Regions from separate parts of the Hordeum vulgare genome. Here region 2 is linked to region 1. Evidence: chromatin contacts called from public Hi-C data. All regions are on one chromosome and are shown on one strand. The core of a region is the stretch at or near the end of the contact, and the rest is flanking DNA. Distances in the headings are between cores, read along the strand shown. Region 1 holds the start of LOC123452579 (peroxisomal (S)-2-hydroxy-acid oxidase GLO1). Region 2 holds the start of LOC123398705 (dehydrin Rab15-like).

Evidence for each region. A called contact is a pair of places that touch in the nucleus more often than the background predicts.
Region 2: a contact with region 1 is called in a Hi-C map of seedling, with 2.5 times the contacts expected there. The contact joins the promoter of LOC123398705 here to the promoter of LOC123452579 in region 1. A contact is called at or near these places in 3 of 6 Hi-C or Micro-C datasets (leaf and seedling) and 1 of 1 datasets of contacts at active chromatin or transcription factors (embryo).

The regions. Positions count from the first base shown.
Region 1 is chr5H:541,775,724-541,782,148 of MorexV3_pseudomolecules_assembly, forward strand. It overlaps LOC123452579 (peroxisomal (S)-2-hydroxy-acid oxidase GLO1), which reads left to right and starts at 2,664. Exons shown (of 9, transcript XM_045129255.1): 1 at 2,664-2,772; 2 at 3,346-3,524. The coding sequence starts at 3,382. It overlaps LOC123452580 (peroxisomal membrane protein 13-like), which reads left to right. Exons shown (of 5, transcript XM_045129256.1): 2 at 7-243; 3 at 324-592; 4 at 984-1,076; 5 at 1,170-1,646. The coding sequence ends at 1,376.
Region 2 is chr5H:541,933,616-541,940,040 of MorexV3_pseudomolecules_assembly, forward strand. LOC123398705 (dehydrin Rab15-like) reads right to left here and starts at 3,592. Exons shown (of 2, transcript XM_045093152.1): 1 at 3,274-3,592; 2 at 2,696-3,175. The coding sequence starts at 3,462. The coding sequence ends at 2,924.

The sequences.
Region 1 (6,425 bases), core at 1,414-3,913:
TTGCAGGTAATAACCCACCACCAAAGCCATGGGAACGTGTTGGCACTTCATCTGGCCCAGCCCCTTTCAAGCCCCCATCTGGAGGCAGCACAAGCGACGTTGTTGAGGCCTCTGGGACAGCAAAACCTGGGGAAGTTGTTTCTGCTGCACAGAGCAATGCTGCTTTCAACGTGAACAATACAGTTGCAGGGCCTGTGCCCCCGCGTCCCTGGCAGCAGCAAGGATACGGAAACACTTATGGGGGTAATCAATAATTTGTGCAGCGTTCCAGCAATTACATGCTCTTTGTGCCTTGAAATGATAACTTTTCAATCAAAATGCAGGTTATGGTGCCAGTACCTATAATTCATATGGTGGATTTGGTGGGGCTTATAGTAACGGCGGGCTATACGGAAATAATAACATGTATTCAGGGTATGGAGGTGGTTACGGCGGTTCGTACGGGGGCTCTGGAATGTATGGTGGGTCAATGTATAATAACGGGATGGGAAATCCATACGGTGGTATGGGCATGGCTCCATACAATCAGGGTCCTAATTCATTTGGCCCTCCAGCACCACCCCCAGGTTTCTGGGTGTCCTTCCTACGAGTGGTAATGCCATTTCTACCTACTGAATGTTGAATTAGATATTGATTTGTATCCTCCATACAGTTGACATGATTCAGCTTTGTACAACTATGTCCTTCATATGGTGATTTCTGTGTTTAATCTTTTGTGGATCTAAGTTTACTTGTTTAGCCTGTTTGAGCTGCCTTGTTTTGATTATCGTGATGAAGTGCATACCTTCTTTATGTATAAAAATTAGTTAGCGGAACAGGTTTCAGGTTTGGCTACAAATCGATGATCTAAATCTATGGCGTGGCTATTATCGAGCGCACAGTTTCTTCCTTGTATCATGTGCATTCAGAAAATTAATTAATACTTTTCTGTTTTAAATGGGGACAAACAACATTTTATTTACTCTGTTTCTCACTGATTGCAGATGCATGGGATTGTGAATTTCTCTGGGCGAGTTGCATTCCTTATCAGCCAAAACACTCAGGCATTCCACATGTTCATCACAGCTCTTTTGCAGGTATCATTTGACGCGTGCCTTTCGTTTTTAACTCTTTTCAAGCATGCTTCTTAAGTTCTTCTGAATTCTGATCCAATGATATTATTGCCACAGCTCTGTGATAAGTCTGGAATGCTTTATGGTGAGCTTGCGAGATTCACATTCCGTTTGCTGGGGATCAAAACCAAACCAAAGAAGGGCGGAATTCAGGGTGCACAAGCTCCACCATTTGAGGGGCCAGGCCAGCAGTTCGTTGAGGCACCAAAAGCTAACAAGAACTCCTGGGAGAACGTATGGAGCGGTGATGCTAGGGGAATGTGAGGTGCTATAGGTGTGCGGTTACAGTGACAGGTTTTGTTAGATGAGGACGATGAGTTTGCTTATGGCTACTGGGAGAAAGGAAATCTACTGACTTGTGTTCGGATGCTTTTGGCATTTGAACCAGAGCAAGGAAACCAAGTAATCTCTGATTCTTGTGATTTCTTTTCTTCCCTAGTATATGTGCACTTCTGTTCCGAAGAGTTTGCTGCTGTGAGAAATGTGAGCTTGTAAAGTATGGCTTTCCTGATAATAGAGTAAATATTACCCCAATACATTGTCCGGAGAAGGGGTGCACAATATTACTGGTTTCCATTATATTTTTTCTAATGATAATTTTTTATCTTTTTATTTTAGTACAGGAGTTTGCTGGTGCTCCTCGTGATAGCAGCATGGAATTGTTATAACAGTTGTTTTCGCCAAAAGGCCGAATGATCATGATTAAGCAACAATATCCCTTCCCTTTGGAACAGTTGCTGGGGCTGATAAAATTCTTCAGCTCTTACAGAGGGTAGTGCTGCTACTCGTAAATGTTAGTTGTGTGGTGCCTGAAACTGGTGTGAAGTTGAAATGCGCCCTGAGCTCTGAAGCCGAAGCGTGTTGTTTCTGATCCTCCGTGGGTACCACAAGGGTGCCTCACTGCCGTTTATGCCGAGCATGCTTTGTACCATAGCTCTGGGCTCTTTGTCTTTTGAAAATTGGTTGACATGGGAAACTGCTGTAATAAAGTCTAACTTCTTTATGTCCATGTTAGTAATATCCTGTGTCTCTGACCCATATTTGTGTGGCATCCTCTTGTCAAGATGCAGGTTGCCTAGTTGCAACAGTGTCTCTGACCAAGATGGAGCAGCCAAACCAAACATGCCAAAACACAATCTCAATGAGATATAGCACTATGAACTTTCTGAAAACACAATTACCCTGCTTGTATTGTGTGAATGAAGTTTTTAACCACCGAAGGGCAAGGATCACCCGGGCTCACCGAAGATAACTCAGTCGCCACGACATCTCTTACAATTTTCCGCGACAAAAGCCCGGGAGGAGATAATCCGCTGCTGCGACTGAACACCAAAAGAAAACGAAAAAAAGGGAGAGAAACGGGTATGTTTTATTGTGCTTCTCCGTTGGCTTGGGTGGTGATGATGATGATGTCAAGTGGATGAGGAAGCAGTGTAGGAGGAGGCACCCTTCATCCCAACCTCCAATAGCTCATCCGTAACCTCCCCCACTTCCTTTCCCCCTCAACAATCTCCACGTCTCCCTGCAATCTTTGTCTCCATGCGCAGCTGAAGCCTCCCCCCTATCTGCTATCTCCTGGCTACTATATATCACTTGCACTCCCCACCACTCCCTCCCGTTCGTCTTCCCACCTCGCCTGGCGCCTGCGTCCTCCTCTAAGGTAAAGATGCCAGCCATTCAATCCATGTTCTTCATTCAATTGCTTCATCATGTGCCCCGGTTTCTTCCCGATCCAGCTCCGTCCGTGTTCTTCTCGATCGGGTATTGTTTTTGCAGCTGTCTTTGTTTCCGATTGCTTTGTTGTTTGTTTCTTTGTTCTCAACTTTGCGCTTGCCGATGTTCCAAAGTTCCATTGCTAGCTTCACCATGTTCCTTTATCATTTCTGCCGAAATGAATTGCGCGTTTGTCTGTTTCGCTGTTTTCTCCTACTAGGAAATTCTTCCTCGGTTTTGCTTTCTGCTGAAAGAGCAGTATTTATATCTTTTATGCAGAAACAAAATGGGCATCTGCATGCACTCTGCAAGAAAGGTGTCCTTTTTTGTTTCTCTAGCCGTGGAACGTGCCATCATACTAGTGTTTTTTCTGGAGTAGCTCGATTGGCTTGTTGCTTTAAAGGAAAGGACGTCCACACTTGCATCTTCCAAAGTTTTTTGCATGTAAACGACGGCCGCTTTGGGGGAAGATCTAGCTCTACTGTCTAACACGCTCGTCCTGTTGTGTTCTTGGTTGCAGAGTGGTGAGGGGCTCGGCGCTGCTAGCGAGGCAAACATGGGGGAGACGATCACCAATGTATCGGAGTACCAGGCCATCGCGAAGCAGAAGCTTCCCAAGATGGCCTACGACTACTATGCATCCGGGGCGGAGGATGAGTGGACCCTCAAGGAGAACAGGGAGGCATTCTCCAGGATCCTGTAAGCAATTTATATTTATTCTGTCCATTTTAATTTGGTTTAACAATTGTATGACATACACCTTCCGTTTCAAAATAAGTGTCTTAAACTTAGTACGTACAAAGTTGAGATTTTTATTTTGAGACGGAGAAAGTACTAGGTAGACGTGCATGTGTGGGTCGAACGAGTGTGTGGGTCGAACGAGTTCTCGCACTTTTCAGTTCCAAACCAGATTATCATAAACATTTAGCGCAGTGATGATGTAAATAGTGGTCATCAGATTTAACCTGATCATAAGTATTATACTGGCCTTGCAATTATAAATTGCTCTGGGTTGTTTTATTGGACACTTTTGAGGAACTGTACAGATTTATTAAACTGTACAAACCATTCCATGCTTGCACAAATTATTGTAAATAGTTCAAAATATGTGGAGGGAGAGAGAGAGAGAGAGGGAGGGAGAGAGAGAGAAACACTTACACCAAATGTTGTGCTTTGAGTCCATTTCGTTATCCTTATTTTTTGCGGGGGAGTCCATTTTAGTACCCGAGTCTGTATATTATGCAAGCAACAGTTATAGTGTTGGTACTATTCCTCCAAGCGGCTATCCTTTTCTATTAACTAAAGCAGATTCATCATTTCCTTTTCCGATGAAACTGGACTTGGAAACAACATTTTCGTGAACTAAAAAATACTCCGTTTTTTAATATAAGTTTTTTTGAAGATTTCACTATGAATTACATACGGATGTATATAGACATATTTACAGTGTAGATTCACTCATTTTGCTCTGTATGTAGTTTACAGTAAAATCTATAAAAAGACATATATTTGGGAACTGAGGAAATACTTTCTTTTGCAATGAAAATTGTAAACAACATTAATGGTTGAATTGTCCTCTTATGTGCACAAGAATACCATTTTGGCATAGGTGCTATACAACCAGGCACGATTCTAAGGGGGGACAAGGGGGGCTAGACCCTCCCCCCCCCCCCCCCTTAACGAATTGGTTTTTCTATTATAATAGTAATTGTTGTAGCCAAAAAATTTCATTTCATATAAACTTTGCCCCCTCCATGTATAAACTTGCCCCCCTATGTTTGCATGCTGGCTCCGTCCCTGTATACAATGTTGCGATTTCATAGTTACACTTGTTGCTAGTCGGTTCACAGCCTAGCAAAAGTTGTAGTTAATATATATCATGATTTCGATGAAGCTTTTCAGCAAAAGTTGCCAAAATTGTGCGAACATATTCACACAAACGTTTGTAGTCATTGAAGCCACATCCAACCATTATGGTCACCTCTAACATATAATACATAGAGCACCTCCATACTAACCCTAACTTGTCTCCCTCTCATCCAAACGTCGCCACACATTGGGCATACTCTCTTCCTCCACCCTCTTCTACCCCTAGCATTGCCTTTTTTCCTATTTGCAACAAACTTTGTGTTGCCAATCTTCCTTCTCTTATACGATGTCCTTGATGGCACCTTCCAGTGATGATTGATGACCTCTTTGGTGAATACCCATATAAGAAATAAGAGAATGAAGGAAGAATAAGTTCGGTCACTATTCTTCAATTAGATTTACTTTGTGGGTGAATTGAGAAGACACTTTGGCCCTCATGAGTCACTTCTTGAAGGAAAAAAGGAGGTGGGATGACCATGTTGTAGCAGAACCAACCAAAATTTAAAATAATAATTTTTGGCAACTAAAGCATCTTAAATCCAAACCTCAAAACTATTCCAATATCGCGCACTCCCAAATCCTACACACTCATGCAACGTCCTAAAACCTCACCCGGGACTCTACTAGCACCACATCATGAATGATCCGGGTTGACTCAACTATTACCACCCTCATCACATGACACCCTCACCATGAGTCTTGCACAACTCCATTGTCCACTCTCGCCTATTCATGGATGTTGGTGGCTTCATTAGCTTCTCTTTTCGGTAGTCTAACGACTATTGTCGCGGACCCTCTTCCACAACAAATAATTGTTTGCTTGCGTGACATGGCATGACGAGTTGCCACCATCAACTCATTGATAGAATATATATTTTGGTGAGAGTATTTATAGAAAAACAACAAAATTACCCTAATCTGCACATAGGGACGGAGCCACGATTTTAAAATGGGGGGGGGGCGATAGTTTTTCTCTAGTGCACTGAAAAAACATTGAGCAAGTTGATGAACTAAACTTTAACTAAACGGAGAAAATTTATGTGAGCTATGAACAATTCAGTTTTAATCAAAAGTTTCTGCAAATCAAATACAAAAGGAATTCACATGTATGAATTAAATATTTCCGCTATAAAAGGGGATAAACAATGTAAAATAGTCCTTGATGTCAAATGTATAAATTAATCTATTTTTGTAATAAAATCCACGGACTGATGGACTAACTCAGGGATTTTTCTTACCTCGTTGCCCCTAATGCTCACTGTGCGGCCAGACGATTGGCCGGACGACCGCGGAAGCTGGACCACTATCACTACCTCGAACAGTTCCGTTAGATTGGATGCTACACGGTCGATGGATACGATTGCGACTAGGCAAGGCATGGATTGTTTAGCCGCCACAAAAGCGGAGTCTTTGCACATGCGTGCATGACGTAAGCCCCTTTTTTCCTTTCACGCCGGCTTATTATTTTCTTTTGGGCTTGGCGTACAGTCTACTAGGCTAGTAATTGGAAGTTCTTCACGCACTTAACAGATAGGCAGAGGGACAGCAAAAATAATTAACACACAAAAGGAAGGGGGGATGGGGGCAAAATACAAAAGAGTGGACCTGATTAGCCAAAATCTTGGTAGGATAAGGCAAAACAATTTATGTGTTCAGCGATGGGTTAAAAATATATCATTATACATCTATTTATATTGAATTTTTTTACTCTGACATAACTTAGCTAGTCAT
Region 2 (6,425 bases), core at 2,342-4,841, 160 kb after region 1:
TTTATGATCTATATCTATGCATTGTAGCCCGTAGCAACGCACATACGTTCTACCAGTTAGATGATAATTGTCATATCTATTTAGATAACTACTATCTTAACCATCTTGGGTTGTAGACTTACGATCCGATTGTAAAGACTTAACGGCGTGCGTTTGTGTGCATTTTCACAAACTAGCAAGTGCAGCGCGCGTGATGGACCAGCCCATTAAACAATGTATATTAGTACTGCAAAAACTTAGGCGTCAAGTGGGATTCGAACAACGGAGCATCTCGTTCGATAACCACCCAACCACCTAATTGGATGTGCTAGATAAGCTTATTTTAATTCTATTACTTATTCGTTTTTCAAACAGTTCTGCTTAGTTTTCTCTTTTTCTTTTTCTTTTTTAGTTTTTCTTTTTTCTCATTCTTATTATTTCTTTGATAAATTATGACAAATTTTTTAAAATTGATGAATTTTTTCCGTTTTTGATGAATTTTTTTATCAAATTCAATGATTTTATGATATACTTTTTAAAATTGGTGAATTTTTTTCAAATTTGATCAATTTTTTTAAGTTGGTTATTTTTTTAAAAATGTGAATTTTTTCAAATTCTTAAGAAATGATGAACTTTTTCCAATCAATGAACCTTTTTTCAAAATTGATGAACTTTTTTTGCAAAACCGATGAATTTTTTCGACAATGATGAACTTTTTCCATTTCTATTAGTTTTTTCTTTTAAATTTCGTCCGCCTTTTTTAGCCCGCAAACTCTTTTTTTGTGAATGATTTTTTTAGTTCCTGATCTTGCAAAAAAAACATACACATATGTTTTGAACAGCCAACTGGTCAGATCGGTTAATTATTGAACTTTTTTCTTAAAATCAGTGAAAATGGTTTAATTCAGATAGTGCGGCCAGAATGGTTCTTAAAACGTGCGCGTTGTATCTAATCACTATTATTGGATTACTGTGGCGTGGGTTCAATTCCTGTGACTCATAATATTTTTGCTGGTTTTTTTGTGATACAGTATTTGGATGCGCAACGTCTTTATGAGCCAGCTTCCAAAACAGCCCAGAAAAGCGATTTTTTGTGATACGGTATTTGGGTACGCTACGTGTTTATGAGCTTGAAAATAGCCTAGAAAAAAAGCATGCAGGCACCAAGTTTCTTAATCGGTTCTGAATATGTCGACTAAGGGTTTCCGGACTTAATCACCCTTCGCGTTTTCATTGGAAGTCATCAATTAGCGAACGCTTTTTCCGCAGCTTTTCAAAGAGCATTCTCGCGCGCTGTCATTTGACGCGTTCTCCGCCATCGCCACGTGTCATATTCTAAGCGTTTTCTTGGATTTTCGTTTTATTATTTTTTCGTACGTGTTTTTTACTTTCTAAATTGTTTTTTCTGGTGTTTCTGTTTTTCACCGGCCGTTCTTCGTTTTTTGACGAAAAAATTAATTATTTTTTGCGAAAACATGTTTTTTTACGAGAAATATGATTTTGCTTTTGCGAGAGGCATGTTTTTGCCTCCGCCGTGCCTTTCGGAAACAAAAAAACGTATTTCTGTTTTTTTTGGCGAGAGGCACGGTTTGCTTTCGCGAGAGACAGGTTTTGCTTTCGTGAGAGGCCCGGTCGTGTCTCTCGAAAAGAAAAAAAGTATTTTCTGTTATTTTTGTAATAGACATGATTTTGCTTTTATGAGAGGCATGATTTTGCTATCACGAAAGGTACGGTTGTGCTTCTTAGAAAGAAAAAAATGTGTTTTCTATTTTTTTGCAAGAGGTATGATTTTGCTTCCGCGAGATGCACAGTTTTGTTTTTGTGACACGCATGCCCGTGCCTTTTAGAAAGAGAAAAATGCGTTTCTTCGAGAGACACGATTTTGCTTTCATGAAAGGCACGATTTTGTCTTACGTGAGAGCCACAATTAAAAAAATATGCTTTTATTTTTCTATCTCGGGTGGCATGGTTTTTTTATCCGGTTTTTTTTTAAAAAATTCTTTAAAACCTATCAACATGACATCTATTTTTGAAGATCTCAACGCAAAAAATCAAATTGTAAAAACGGTTCAAGATTTGAATGCACAATTTAAGAAATAAAATATTTCAAAAAATAAATCGACGAAAAAAAAAAACTCACAGATTACGACAAGTGACACGCATACAGTGCGTCATTTGTCGCGACCTAGGATTTGTTAAAAAGAGTACTAGCTAATTAGTTTGTTCAAAAGGTGAACACTGTGGATTTATTTTTGACAATGAATTTATGTTGGCTCTATTTTCTTCATTTTAAGCTAAGGAGATGTCTTATCGAGTATATGACCATTTATTTTGACATGAGACAATCCAAAAGCGTCATAGATATTAACATAGTCATGATAATTGGGGTAAACCAAATGCTAGCTATAGTCGATGTTTCCGCAATTTTTTTTAGAAGATGTAACTGTTGCTCTTTTCGTTTTGCACCAGCATGCTTTTTTTTTAGAAGATGTAACTGTTGCTCTTTTCGTTTTGCACCAGCATGCTTTCTACTTTGTGTACAACATACTAGAACATATAGACTTATATTTAGTAACGGAGGGAGTAGAACATACGTTCTGGGTGCAAGGGTAAAAATGACATTGGTCCTTCGTTGGACAGACATAAGGGCCTGATTTCCTTTGTCAGAGAAACAAGTTCAGTTGATTCGCAAAAAAAAAGAAAGAAAGAAAGAACGAACCGAAACAAGTTCACTTGTATTCTGAATTTTTTTTCAGCAAGAAGACACAAGAACACACAAACATAAACACAACGCACGCTGTATACAGAAAAGTGTCCCCGACACAGATGAAATCAGAGGCAACGTTTCGTTCAGCTTCATCTTATTATTGAATGAAGATCACGTGGAACTGGAAGGCTTCGACGCGTAGCTATGCAAAGAAAGCAGCCAGCCGGAGCCGGCGGCTCAGTGCTGTCCCGGCAGCTTCTCCTTGATCTTGTCCATGATCCCCTTCTTCTCGCCGGTGCCGGCCATTCCTGCGTGCCCTTGCTGCCCGTAGGCTCCACCAGTTCCAGTTCCCGGCCCGTATGCTCCTCCGGTTCCAGTCCCCGTCGCCATGTGCTGCTGGTTGTCCTTGTGGCCGCCGGGGAGCTTCTCCTTGATCTTCTCCTTCATGCCCTTCTTCCTCCTCCCGCCCATGCCGTCGTCCTCGGAGGACTGCACACACACACACACGCATACAGGCACGGAAATCAGCATCTAAACATACAGAAGCACGTGAATGCGTACATGTGTGTGTCGACAGAGCATCATACCGAGCTGGAGCTGGAGCTGCCGGAGCGATGCAGTATCCCACGGGTCTTGTGCTCCTCCCTGCGGGCCTGGAACTGCCCGCCGGTGCCGGGAGCGGCGTGCGCTCCCCCCATGCCGCCGGCCAGCGGGAACGGGTTGCCGTACTCGTCGACGCGGTTGGCGGGGTTGTCGTGCTGCCCTTGGAACTCCATCTTGCCTGCTACTACTACCTTGGATGATGGACTCTTCTCCCTGAACCGGACTGCGAGTTGAAGTGTTGTGCCTTCAGCTAGCTTTGGACTTCGGATGACAGACAGACAGACAGACAGCTCGTGGGTCGTGTTGTGCAGCGAAGAGTGACGCCGGGTGGATATTTATACCGTGGCGACAGGCCGGGTTGTAACGGGATGTGGCAGGCCAGGTGGCTACTGCAGGGGGGGTACGTGTGCTTTCGTGGTGAGTCCGGCGGCGCAAGTGGTCGGCGTGGGCGCACGGATAGCCGGGACGCGTGCACGCGCCGCGGTCCTGAACGTGTCGGTGGCGACACTGACACGTACGCGTTCGGCTGTTCTGGAAGGGTGACTTGACAGATTAGCTCGGCGTTCTATTTTTGATGTTACAGTAGTACTACAGTTTAGTACAGCACGGTGACGGTGAGTAAGATGAACAAATTATAGGGCAGTGCACCTTGTTTCGTGACTTCATCTGTCGTGTTTGGATCCTAGGGTTAGAGTCAGGCCCGGTCATGGGGCAGGGCGAGCGGGGCGGCCGCCCCGGGCCACCCAACGAGAGGGGCCCCAGCCCAGTATGCCTTGCTTACTAGTGGCGGAGGAGGAGGTGATCCTTTTTTGCCGGCGGCTTCAGCGACAGCGCCATGAGAGCTGAGCGAGGGCGCATAAAAAAAGTAAATAACTGAACGATAGTTTCATACTCACATGGGTCGTAGGCCTTTTCCTTTGATACATGACGTGAAAGGGTATTTTACCTGATGTTTCCACTGGATGAATTGGGTGGGCCAGATGACAAGCACAGAGCTATTGTTTAGAGTAAAAATACACATTACAAATTAGGTAAAGATGCTATGCAGAAACGAATTAAATACTCACTCTGTTTTAAATTACTTGTAATTAGAAATGAATGTATCTAGATGTATTTTTAGTTCTCGATACATCAATTTCGATCCATTTTCCCAACAAATAATTTGGGATGGAGGGAGTACTAGAGTATTTATTTTTCTGACAACAAGAGTCCTTTATGTAGTCTCTTGTTTTTCATCCTCCCAAACCAAAAGGTAATCACCTTGCTTTCATTTTAGATGTTTGGTACAGTTATTTATTTTATTTAGCAGTCAAATACTTCCTTAGTAACCTATGTGAGAGGGGTAGTTTATTTGTTTATTGATGGTGAATGAAACATTTGGTTAAGGTTTTTTTCACCAGTGATTTTGGATATAGTTATTTTAGCATAACATGGCTTTTGTTCACACTTTCTGTTTGATATCATTTTATATCATATATGTTAATTATTATTTTGATGGATACATTAAGGGCCCTCGGGTTCAACTTTTGCCCCGGACCTTCGAAATTTCAGGACTGGCCCTGGTTAGAGTTAGAGTGAGTTAGATTTGAATCATCTAACCCTTAAAGATCCAAACAGGTGGGTTAAAGTTGGTTAGATGCATCTAACTCATTCAAAAACTCTAACCCATCCAAGAGGTGCTTTTTTGGGTTAAAATAGGTGGGGTCCAGGGAAAGAGAGAGGTCCAAAATAATCAAATGATTGAGAAAGAGCATTTATTGTCCATCTAACCCTCCCATCCAAACACATTTAGAGTTAGAGTTAGTTCAGGTTAGTTCAAGGGTTAGAATCTAATTATAACTCTAACCAGGTTAGAGTATCCAAACAGATTACTATGATGAGACGCAAGTGACGAATAAAAAATGCTTGTTACAAAAAATATGATCGACAAGAGTAGAAAATGAAATGAAAGACAATTTTTCTATTACGGTAATAACATTTATAGATTGATGTTCGATAGGAAGAGTTTTTCCGATGAAGCCAAGAATTGTATGCCAAAACAACTGAAATTGTCATGCATTTGTAAAGGATTTGCCGTGTACAGATGCGAAAGTAGAGAAAAAAAATGCCCTGCCGCGTATAGTAACTTCTTATAAATTGCCATGTGCTTGATCTCAGTCCGATTGCAACGAGGGCGTTGAAGCCCCTAAAAATCTGACATTCGTTTGGCATATGGAAGTCCGTCTTATCACAAAAAAGAGGAGCCCATCCCTCTAAATTCATCAACAATAAGGCAACGATCTGCGCCGGCGGACCGGCATAACGAATGAGTCGGTCACGTCCAGGCTGTCCGATGCAGTGATCCATCGTCGTTACACCTGCGCGTCCAGGCTGTCCGATGCAGTGATCCATCGCCGTTACACCTGAGCGCCCCACTCAAACAAACCGTTGTAGCAAAAATCTATTATCTACTCCCTCCGTTCCTAAATATAAGACCTTTTAGAGATTACACTATAAACCACATACGGATGTACATAGACATATTTTAGAGTGTAGATTCACACATTTTGCTCCATATATAGTCTACTAGTGGAATCTCTAAAAGGTCTTATATTTAGGAACGGAGGGAGTATGTTGCAACCTCACCCCCCAAGCACGACAAGGAAAATACCCCCGCGTCGGCCCGTCCCCGATCAACGGCGTCGGTGATCGACCCCATCGATTTTTTGCTGCCAGCGACCAGGAGAGCTCGAGGTGGGGCTCCCCCATCTATCACGGGGCCCGAGATTTGCTTCAACCATGAGTCACATTCAAGATTAATTACTTGCTGCCATGGAATTGGGCTCAAGCTCCGTCGTTGTCGTCGTTCATGGACGAACTCCTGTGAGGCAGCAAGACGTTTGTGGTAGTGTCCACGTGTTGCGATGGTACGTCAACCCGGGAGTCGTCTTCCATGATGCAACACCTCGTGGCCATGATGGATTTGACCTGGTATGAACCCTGGATTCTTTCACTAACGAAAAATGTTGCAACCATTGGTTTTAGTTGATTCGCTTCAACAAAAAGATTTCTTGATTATTTTGAATTTCTCTTGAAACTGAAATGTTACATTCATATAGTGCATTTGCTACATGCAACATACTAGTTGTTACATGGT